Regions from separate parts of the Mus musculus genome. Here region 1 is linked to region 2. The links are chromatin contacts, called in public Hi-C maps. All regions are on one chromosome and are shown on one strand. Each heading gives the region's core, a stretch centred on a gene start, on an enhancer-like site or on the middle of the called end of the contact. The rest is flanking DNA. Distances are from core to core; before and after follow the strand shown. Region 1 has its middle 170 kb from the start of Cth. Region 2 holds the start of Ptger3 (prostaglandin E receptor 3 (subtype EP3)).

What was found. A called contact is a pair of places that touch in the nucleus more often than the background predicts.
Region 1: a contact with region 2 is called in a Hi-C map of cortical neurons. The contact joins the enhancer-like site here to the promoter of Ptger3 in region 2. A contact is called at or near these places in 15 of 39 promoter capture datasets (the 3T3-L1 cell line, 3T3-L1-derived adipocytes, the C10 cell line and 7 more), 3 of 484 Hi-C or Micro-C datasets (cortical neurons, embryonic stem cells and liver), 1 of 115 datasets of contacts at active chromatin or transcription factors (embryonic forebrain) and 2 of 9 other capture datasets (adipose tissue and pancreatic islet).

What each region holds. Positions count from the first base shown.
Region 1 is chr3:157,748,079-157,752,401 of GRCm38.p6, reverse strand. No RefSeq gene overlaps it. Among named protein-coding and RNA genes, the nearest start is that of Cth, 170 kb to the left of the region's middle. Within about 2 kb of position 1,936, at least 4 of the 459 cell types and tissues checked have an H3K27ac peak or open chromatin away from gene starts, as enhancers often do. A contact at or near this core is called in 3T3-L1-derived adipocytes and cortical neurons, where this site is marked.
Region 2 is chr3:157,564,453-157,568,613 of GRCm38.p6, reverse strand. It overlaps Ptger3 (prostaglandin E receptor 3 (subtype EP3)), which reads right to left and starts at 1,738. Exons shown (of 4, transcript NM_001359745.2): 1 at 769-1,738. The coding sequence starts at 1,596.

The DNA of each region.
Region 1 (4,323 bases), core at 687-3,186, 180 kb before region 2:
CACTTTAATAACAAACACTTCACTCCTGTCACTGGGGTTGGCCCTGAGACCCTGTGACTTGGCTTACCCTCTAGCAACATTATTATTAAATTTGTAGCCACCTATATTAACTTTCCATCTGTATTAGCTCTCAGTTTCCTGTAAGGCCTCTTTGACGTTTGAAGCCTCTTAATTCATTTGTACCCATTCTGTAACTCCAACCACACACACAGAGGACTATTTGTGTGATTTGAGAGTCAGTTTTAGCACTTATGACTGGAATCTTCTCCATGCCCTCCATATTCAGACCTATACTCTTAACATGTTACTCTTGGATGTGTCATGTGCCCACATATCCAAAACTCAAGTCATGGCTTTTACCCCCAAACCACTTATATTTAGCTTTTCATATGAAGACAAATTGAGAAATGAGATAGCTACGAGGAAAATGGAAACCAAGTATCACTGTCTGTCTTACCCATTAGGAATCCAGACTGCTAAGCTCTTCCTCATCTTGTGGGTTTTCTCTTCAGATTCATGAAGCAGGGAGGAACCTGAAGACCCATATCTTTGGTGCTTCTACTCAAAAGCAAAAGTAAAGATCTCATCTTCTCTCATTTTGATGCCCAAAATAATAGCTGAGCTTTATTTTAGGAAGCCACATGCTCAGAAGGAAGTATGTTTGGAAATTCCTGGTGATGGCAACAGTGCCTTCCAAACTTAGCAACACACTCTCCCTCTGTTTTCTTGTTTTAGTAACTGTACTTTCCTATCTCCCTCTGTCATCCTTCTTCTGAGTCCTACCCTGACCTTGACCCTGACCTTAACCCTAACCCCTGAAGCCTATGAGCTGAGGCTTGGATCCTAAGGGACCCCTCTCAGAGTTTCAGTCAGGTGTTCCTTTCTCTGGCCTTTCTCTCTTTCTCCTGGGGTGGTCTATTAGTATTAGTCAGCTAGGACTTCCCTGACTCCATAGGCTGTATTCTCACTTGATTCAGCTGGTTGTTACTCCATGTTTTACTTTCTGATCTTTAAAAGAAAGTTTTTAGTATTTAAAAAGCTGCTTTCTTTTCTAAATATCCCTCTCAAGACCACCCCTGTAATGTTAAACTAGAACATAAGTCTAATTTAAAATCAAACCCATGCAATGGGCCATTTGTTCTGGGTACGATCTGTACTTTCCCTGAAGGAAATAAACATTATTGTTTTAATGTGTGAGAGGTTACAGGACAAGGCTTAGAAGGGCCTGAGAAGGCATCAGATAGCGTCTTTAACAATGTTATGTCCATGGAATCTGCTTCTCCCTCAAGATTCATGAAGCCGAGAGAGGGTCTGATTCAACACTGTTAAGTTAAAAATTCTCTGTGAGTAAGATGGGGGAGGGATAAACAGCAGCGTGGGGGCATGAAGAACGTTAACTCCCAGAGTAGACAAGTAAATTAGCAAAACAAAGAAAAGATATACCTTTACAACCTAATCTAGGCTTTTGAGTTTGTCTCTAGAAGTAAAAGAAGTGAGTGCCCTCTGCCAGCAGGAGAATGACTGTGGTGGAAAGACCTGAGGTGCAGGGAAGACTGGCTGCAGCAGTGGGGCCTCAGAGCACAGAGAGCCTGTGGGACATGTAGAATTGCTGATTTTGATCCAGTATTGGGATGTGTGTTAGGTCTGAGAGAAAGAGAGAGAGAGAGAGAGAGAGACAGAGACAGAGACAGAGACAGAGACAGAGAGACAGAGAGAGACAGAGAGAGACAGAGAGAGACAGAGAGACAGAGACATAGAGAAAGACAGAGAGAGACAGAACGTGCCAAACAATAAAGGGGTATTTCGGGGTATTCACCCAGAGACTTTCTGCAATGAGTTGGCAGGAGCTTTCTGCAATGAGTTGGCAGGCTGCAGAGCTGGGTGTGGGATCCTTTCCCAGGGAACTAGCGACAGGCAAGGTTGCAGGGTGGTGTCACTGTGCATAGAGTGTAGTGAAAAGCACATAGCAGTCAAGAGTCCCAGTGTTGTTGAGGTAGAGGACTGGGTCTGACAGATTTGGCATCACAATCCACTAGGGACTGAGAGGCAATTCAGAGGAAACTGAAATTCCCCCACAATGGGATCCAGCCAGAGGCCATCAAGATATTATACACCCAGAATTGTCCCCAGGGCTGGAAGACTTCATCGAGCCAAGGACATACACAAACATTAATTGCTCCATCCTAGCAAACATCTCTCTCCTTGGACATTTGAGAGAAAGGATGATTCCCTCGAGAGAGAAATTATAGAAAAACTGTCTAAGAAACAATTCTTTGTTCTTACCGGAGTTAGGAGAAAATGTCCTAGAATTTATCAACTATGTGGGGGTAGTTCAAAATTATAATCATGATGATATGGGTCTGGAAACATACTTCTAAGTGGCTATGGAGGTGTTGTGAGGTTCAGCTGAAGAGGGAAGATCCATTCTAAATGTGAGAGGCAGCACCCCATGGGGTAGAATCCCACACTGGATAAGAAGAGAAATCAAGCAGAGTACCACATTCATATTTCTGCATCCTTTCTGCAGGCACAGTGTGATCAGCTATATTCGCAGCTGTGCCTTCCCCATAGTGATAGACTTGACTAAAGTCAAGTAAACACCTCCTCCTTTAGACTGCTTTTTGTCAAGAGTCTTATCATAGTAACGAGAAAAGTACAGACACGGACGGAGACACACATGTATATACAAACAAAGGGACACATGCACACATGAGCACAAACACACAGAGGCACACATGCACACACACACAAAGGAACACATGCACACGTGAGCACACACATACACAGAGGCACACATGTACACACACACACACACACACACAAAGGAGCACATGCACACATGAGCACAAACACACAGAGGCACACATGCACACACACACAAAGGAACACATGCACACATAAGCACACATGAGCGCACACACACACACACACACACACACACACACACATCCCATAGATAGTGGATGAGGCTTGGCTCATGAAGTTTCAGAAAGGAACAAGGATTTTACCAGAAACTGGCTAGAAGCTATTCATGATATGTTTGAAAAAAAAAATCTGTTTGTATTCTGACCATGTTTTTTGTTTGTTATTTTGTTTCTGTTTTTGTTTTTAATTTTTTTTTCTGTCCATGTTTTGAGACCTTGAGTAATAGGATAATTTGTTTGGTAGGGTAAGTTCAAGATAGAATTCAGGCTACAGCATGGTTACCACCCATTAAAACTGCAGTGGGAGAGAACAGAGAGGGACAGAAAAATAGTGTATGTCCTTCTCTGAACACAAAAGGTGAAAAAGGTATGTGGACGCAGGGATGAATGGAGATAAAAAAGAATATGACCTAACTTTACCCTAGTCATTCACTAATCTCTTAGCAATTTTCTTCCAAAATAAAAGAAGAGGAAAATGGATTTTGCCCCCAGTTTCACACGAGGAATATTTCTCCTACCCACACATTCCTATTTCTGGTTTCCCAGAGGAATGGGCACCAGTAAGGGACTCATCCAGAGACAGGGCCTCTTGGAGCCATGCAGTGGAGTAGTGTCCTTCCTTCCTCCCAGGATGCAGTCAGATTCTTGGCTGCCACTCAAGCATATGTTCTCCAGCTTACATTTGTAACCAGAAAGCAGCATGGGACTTGCAGTTTACATTACCGTGGGGAAACAAAAACAAACAAACAAACACACAAACAAACAAGCAAACCTTATTTCTGACATCATCTCTCAAGATGAAAAGCCAGAGCTTGGGCCTGCCTACAGCATGTAACAGGAATTGACTGTGATTTAATCCTGAGGGTAACAGGGATATCTATCAGGAACAACCCAGTGGAGTGTTTGTTATGCCTCAGTGACCTTTACCACAACACATGTTGCCAGCACCTGGCAGTCATTTGCTAATGAAGCTCAGAAAATGTGAGTTCATCCCATGAGAAATGTAGAACGAAAGAGGATGGTCTCACATATATCCATCCTTCTCCTAGTTGCATGAATGTGCTCATTTCTAAAGATTTGGGGTCATCTATGCCAGGCTTTGTGGGGAGGAACTCATGTGCCAATGAAGTGGAAACCCAAACCTCCTCAAAATCAAACGGAAGAGGCAAATGTCTACTGAGAGAAAGATAAACTCATCAGCAGATCACACCAGAGACTCTGAAGATCAACAGTGTCATCTGGGCTGAGATCCATGGCGCATACAGACTCTGGCATTTATAATCATAATGGAGTCTCAGAAACAAATTAAAGTGTCTAATTACAAATTCCATTTCATAGCCCATGTTAGTTACATTTGTGCTGTTACCAAAATGCCTGACAGAAAATTAACAATGTAAGG
Region 2 (4,161 bases), core at 489-2,988:
AGCTACAAGTGCCACAGGAAAAAAAAAAAAACCCTCAAAAACACCATGTGAGAGTTGGGGATAGGGAGCATGCGGAAGCATGGCTTCCTCTGGGTAGTTCTGTGATGGATACGATGCCAAGGACCGAGAAACCCTTACCTCCTGTCTCTGGAATTGCGGAGATCTGCGATTCACTCCTCTATAAGGATGGGGGGGGGGGGCACAAGTGTGTGTGTGTTGGGGGGGGTAGTGCGTGTGTGTGTGTGTGTGCTACTGGAGAGTCCTCCACTTTGGTGTACACAGTACCCGGCTTCTTAGGGGGCTGCGGCATCTGTGCCTTCCTGACCCTCCCTGCAGACAGTAGCTACCTGAGAACCTTTAGTGCTGGCAACAGAAAGACAGTTTGCCAAGAAGGTTAGTTGCTGTGCGGCTGAAGCCATAGGACCTGCCTGGCTCCCAGGTGCCCAAACATCGCAGCGGGATTAGCAGGTTGAGCTAGAGTTGTCATCATACCTCCTCTTATAACGCAAGGGGCAAACATCAGTCTGCACTGGCTTGAGCAGCGTCTACCCACCTCTGTGCCTAGGCTGTTTGCATCTTCACAAGCGCCTGGCAAGTCTGGACCGACTTGACTAGCTCTTGTAAGCTCCGCAAGCGGCTTAGGCTCTTGGCTGGAGGCTGCAACCCGGGGCCGCATGAGCGGCAGGAATTCTGGGTGCTAGTCACTTTCAGAAAGTTTCCCTACATTTACGGCTCCCTACAAACGCCCCCACTCTACCAACTACTTACCAATAGCGGCGACCAACAGACGGACAGCACACACATGATCCCCATGAGCTGGATGGCCGTCTCCGTGGTGATTCTGCCCCACTGGGCGCTGGACTGCGAGACGGCGGCTTTGGCCCGACAGCGGGACACCAGGGCTTTGATGGTCGCCAGGTTGCAGGCAAAGGTCACCACCAGAGCCAGCAAGCCCAAGCAGGCGAAGGCGGAGGCAAAGGCCACGCTGCCCGGCTCGCGCGCAGGGTCTGTCTCGTTGCCCGCCGGCCCGGTGCTGATGAAGCACCACGTGCCCGGCCACTGCACGCTGTAGCGGCCCACGCCCAGCACCGGCAGCAGCGCGAAGGCGAGCACAGACAGCCACACGCCCAGCAGTACCGCGCGCGTGGCGCGAGTCTTCATGTGGCTGGCATACCAGTGCGGCGCACGGATGGCCAGGGCGCGCTCCACGGCCATGGCGCTGGCCACCAGGAGCGAGGATAGCCCGAACACTGTCATGGTTAGCCCGAAGAAGGTGCACAGACGCCCCGATGGGTCGAGCTGCTCCCAGCGTCGCTGTGACAGGTACACGAGGATGACCACCGGGCTGGTCAGGAGCTGCCCCACTAAGTCGGTGAGCGCCAGCCAGCCAATGCACAGCAGGAAAGACTTCTTGCGCTTGCTCTCGCGGCGCCGGTAGCTGCGCGACACGAGCAGCATGGCCAGCGCGTTGCCCACGAAGCCAGTGACCATCATGGTGATGGGAAAGGCCACGGACACGGAGCCGCAGTCGTCGGTAGTACTTGACAGGTTGCTGTGCGCTTCAGCAGAGTGCTCCGGCGCCCACATGCTAGCCATAGTGGCGGGGCCACGGTAGGGCGCACGGGGCCGGAGCCTCCCGGCTCAGCTGCGGGATAGCAGCAGAGTGCACTGGGGGACAGCCGGAGCCCAGGCTCTGCTCTCCATCGCCCGCCGCCTCCCGCGCTAGGCTGCGGGGACTGGACAGGCGCCGCCCGACGCCGCGCGAGGCTCCTCCCGCGCCTTGGAGCTCGAGGGGCGGTGCTGCGAGTAGGCAGGCGAAGGGCGGTGTGGGCTGGGATCACCTGGCGCCGCGCCCCCTAGGTCTGCCTCTCCAGCTCTGGGACTCTGTAAAGTGCTCATCAGCCTTTGGGTTACGTGACACTGGAGAAAAGACGAAATCTGACATGTTAGTAGCTGCGTGAATCGCAATGCTGATTTCTCCTCATGTTTGACTGTCATTGAATTTGTTTTATTTAATATATATATATAAATATATATATGTATATGTATCAATATCATATGTATATACATATGATACTCACATCTGGGAAAGAATAGGGATGAGTTTGTGTTTTAAGTCTTCCTGAAACTATTGCCTTATTTTACTTTGGACTAATTCCAAACTCATATTGGTAAAATACTTTTCTAGGATAATGTCAGTTTAAAAATCCAAAACCAAGTAAGCACACAGGTGAAAGTACATAGCAAATTCACATTTTCACTGAGTGACATTTCAGTATAATGATACATTTAAATTTTAAGAGTATTCTGGAATTCATACATCAAAGAAAATATGCCACCCTTTAGTTAGATCAAAAATTTTATATTTATTAATAACTAACTTGTTTACATTATCATCCCCCTATTTCCCACCCCGCTGTGTGTGTGTGTGTGTGTGTGTGAGAGAGAGAGAGAGAGAGAGAGAGAGAGAGAGAGAGAGAGAGAGAGAGAGAGAGAGAGAGAGAGTCCTTTCGTATTTACATTGAGGTCAGACTTCAACATGGAGTGTCTTCCACTGTGACTCCCGGCCTGGTATGGCCTCACACACCCAAGCCCAACAGCCAGGCTACTTTTACTCAGGTGTTGGGAATCCCAATTCAGGTCTTCCTTTGAGTGGTTAGCATTCTATTCATTAGGTCACTTCCCCCTGCCTAATGCTTACTGAGAAGGTCGACCATAAGAACATGTATTGGCAAAGATAGTTAATCAATCTCTCTCTCTCTCTCCCTCTCTCTCTCTCTCCCTCTCTCTCTCTCTTATTGGATATTTTCATTTACATTTCATGTTATCCCCTTTCCCGCCCCTCCCTGTAACACCCTATCACATCTCTCCCCCTGCTTCTAAGAGGGTGTTCCTCCACCCACCCACCCACTCCCACCTCCCCACCTTTGATTCCCCTACACTGGGGCATCTATCCAACCTTCATAGGACCAAGGACCTCTCCTTCCACTTGATACCATGACAAGACCATCCTCTGCTACATATGCAGCTGGAGCCATGTGTATTCCTTTGTTGACAGCTCTTAACAAAGTTTCAGAAACCCTTCTCTTCTTGAAGCATTTTTTTTTTCCCAGCCAGAGTTACCTACATTTTAGCTGTTCACCCTGCAAATAAGTAACTTTTAGATTCTCCTGGTTGTTTTCCTGTTGGTTCTTTTGCTAGCTGCCAAGAGTTGACTTAGTTCATTTGAAACGACACTCCCCTCTAGTGGCTAAACTGCTAACATGCACTATCTTGTATTAAAGAGAATTTCTTTAAAACATTTTTTTTTTTAATTCTTTAATCCCCCTCCTGGTCTGCCTTCTAACTGTTCCACATCCCATACCTCCTCCTCCCCCCAAAACCCCGGCTCCAAGAGGATGTTCCCCACCCCCCACCCCTCAAGACCTTCCCCACTCCTTGAAACCTGAAGTCTCTTGAGGGTTAGGTGCATCTTCTCTGACTGAACCCAGACCCATCAGTCCTCTGCTGTATGTGTGTTGGGGGCCTCATACCAGCTGGTGTATGCTGCCTGGTTGGTGGCTCAGTGTCTGAGCGATCTCCGGAGTCCAGGTTAGTTGAGACTACTGCTCTTCCTATTGGGTTGCCCTCCTGCTCAGCTTCTCCCAGCTTTTCCCTAATTCAACCACAGGGGTCACCAGCCTCTGTCCATTGGTTAGGTGTAAATATCTGCATCTGAGTCTTTCAGCTGCTGCTTGTTGGGCCTTTCGGAGGGCAGTCATGATAGGTTCCTGTTTGTAAACACTCCATAATATCAGTAATAGTGTCAGGCCTTGAGGCCTCCCCTTGAGCTGGATGCCAATTTGGGCCAGTCACTGGACCTTCTTTATCTTAGGCTCTCCTCCATTTTTGACTCTGCAGGTTTTTTTTTCAGACAGGAACAATTTTGGGTCAGAGTTTTTGACTGTAGGATGGCAACCCCATCCCTTCACTTGATGTCCTGTCTTTCTGCTGGAGGTGGACTCTATAAGCTCCCTCTCCCCACTGTAGGGCATTTCATCTAAGGCCCCTACCTTTGAGTCCTGAGAGTCTCTCATGTCCCAGGTTTCTAATACATTCTAGAGGGTCCCCCCACCTACTACCGCCATAGGTTGACTGTTTCTATTCTTTCTGCTGGCCCTC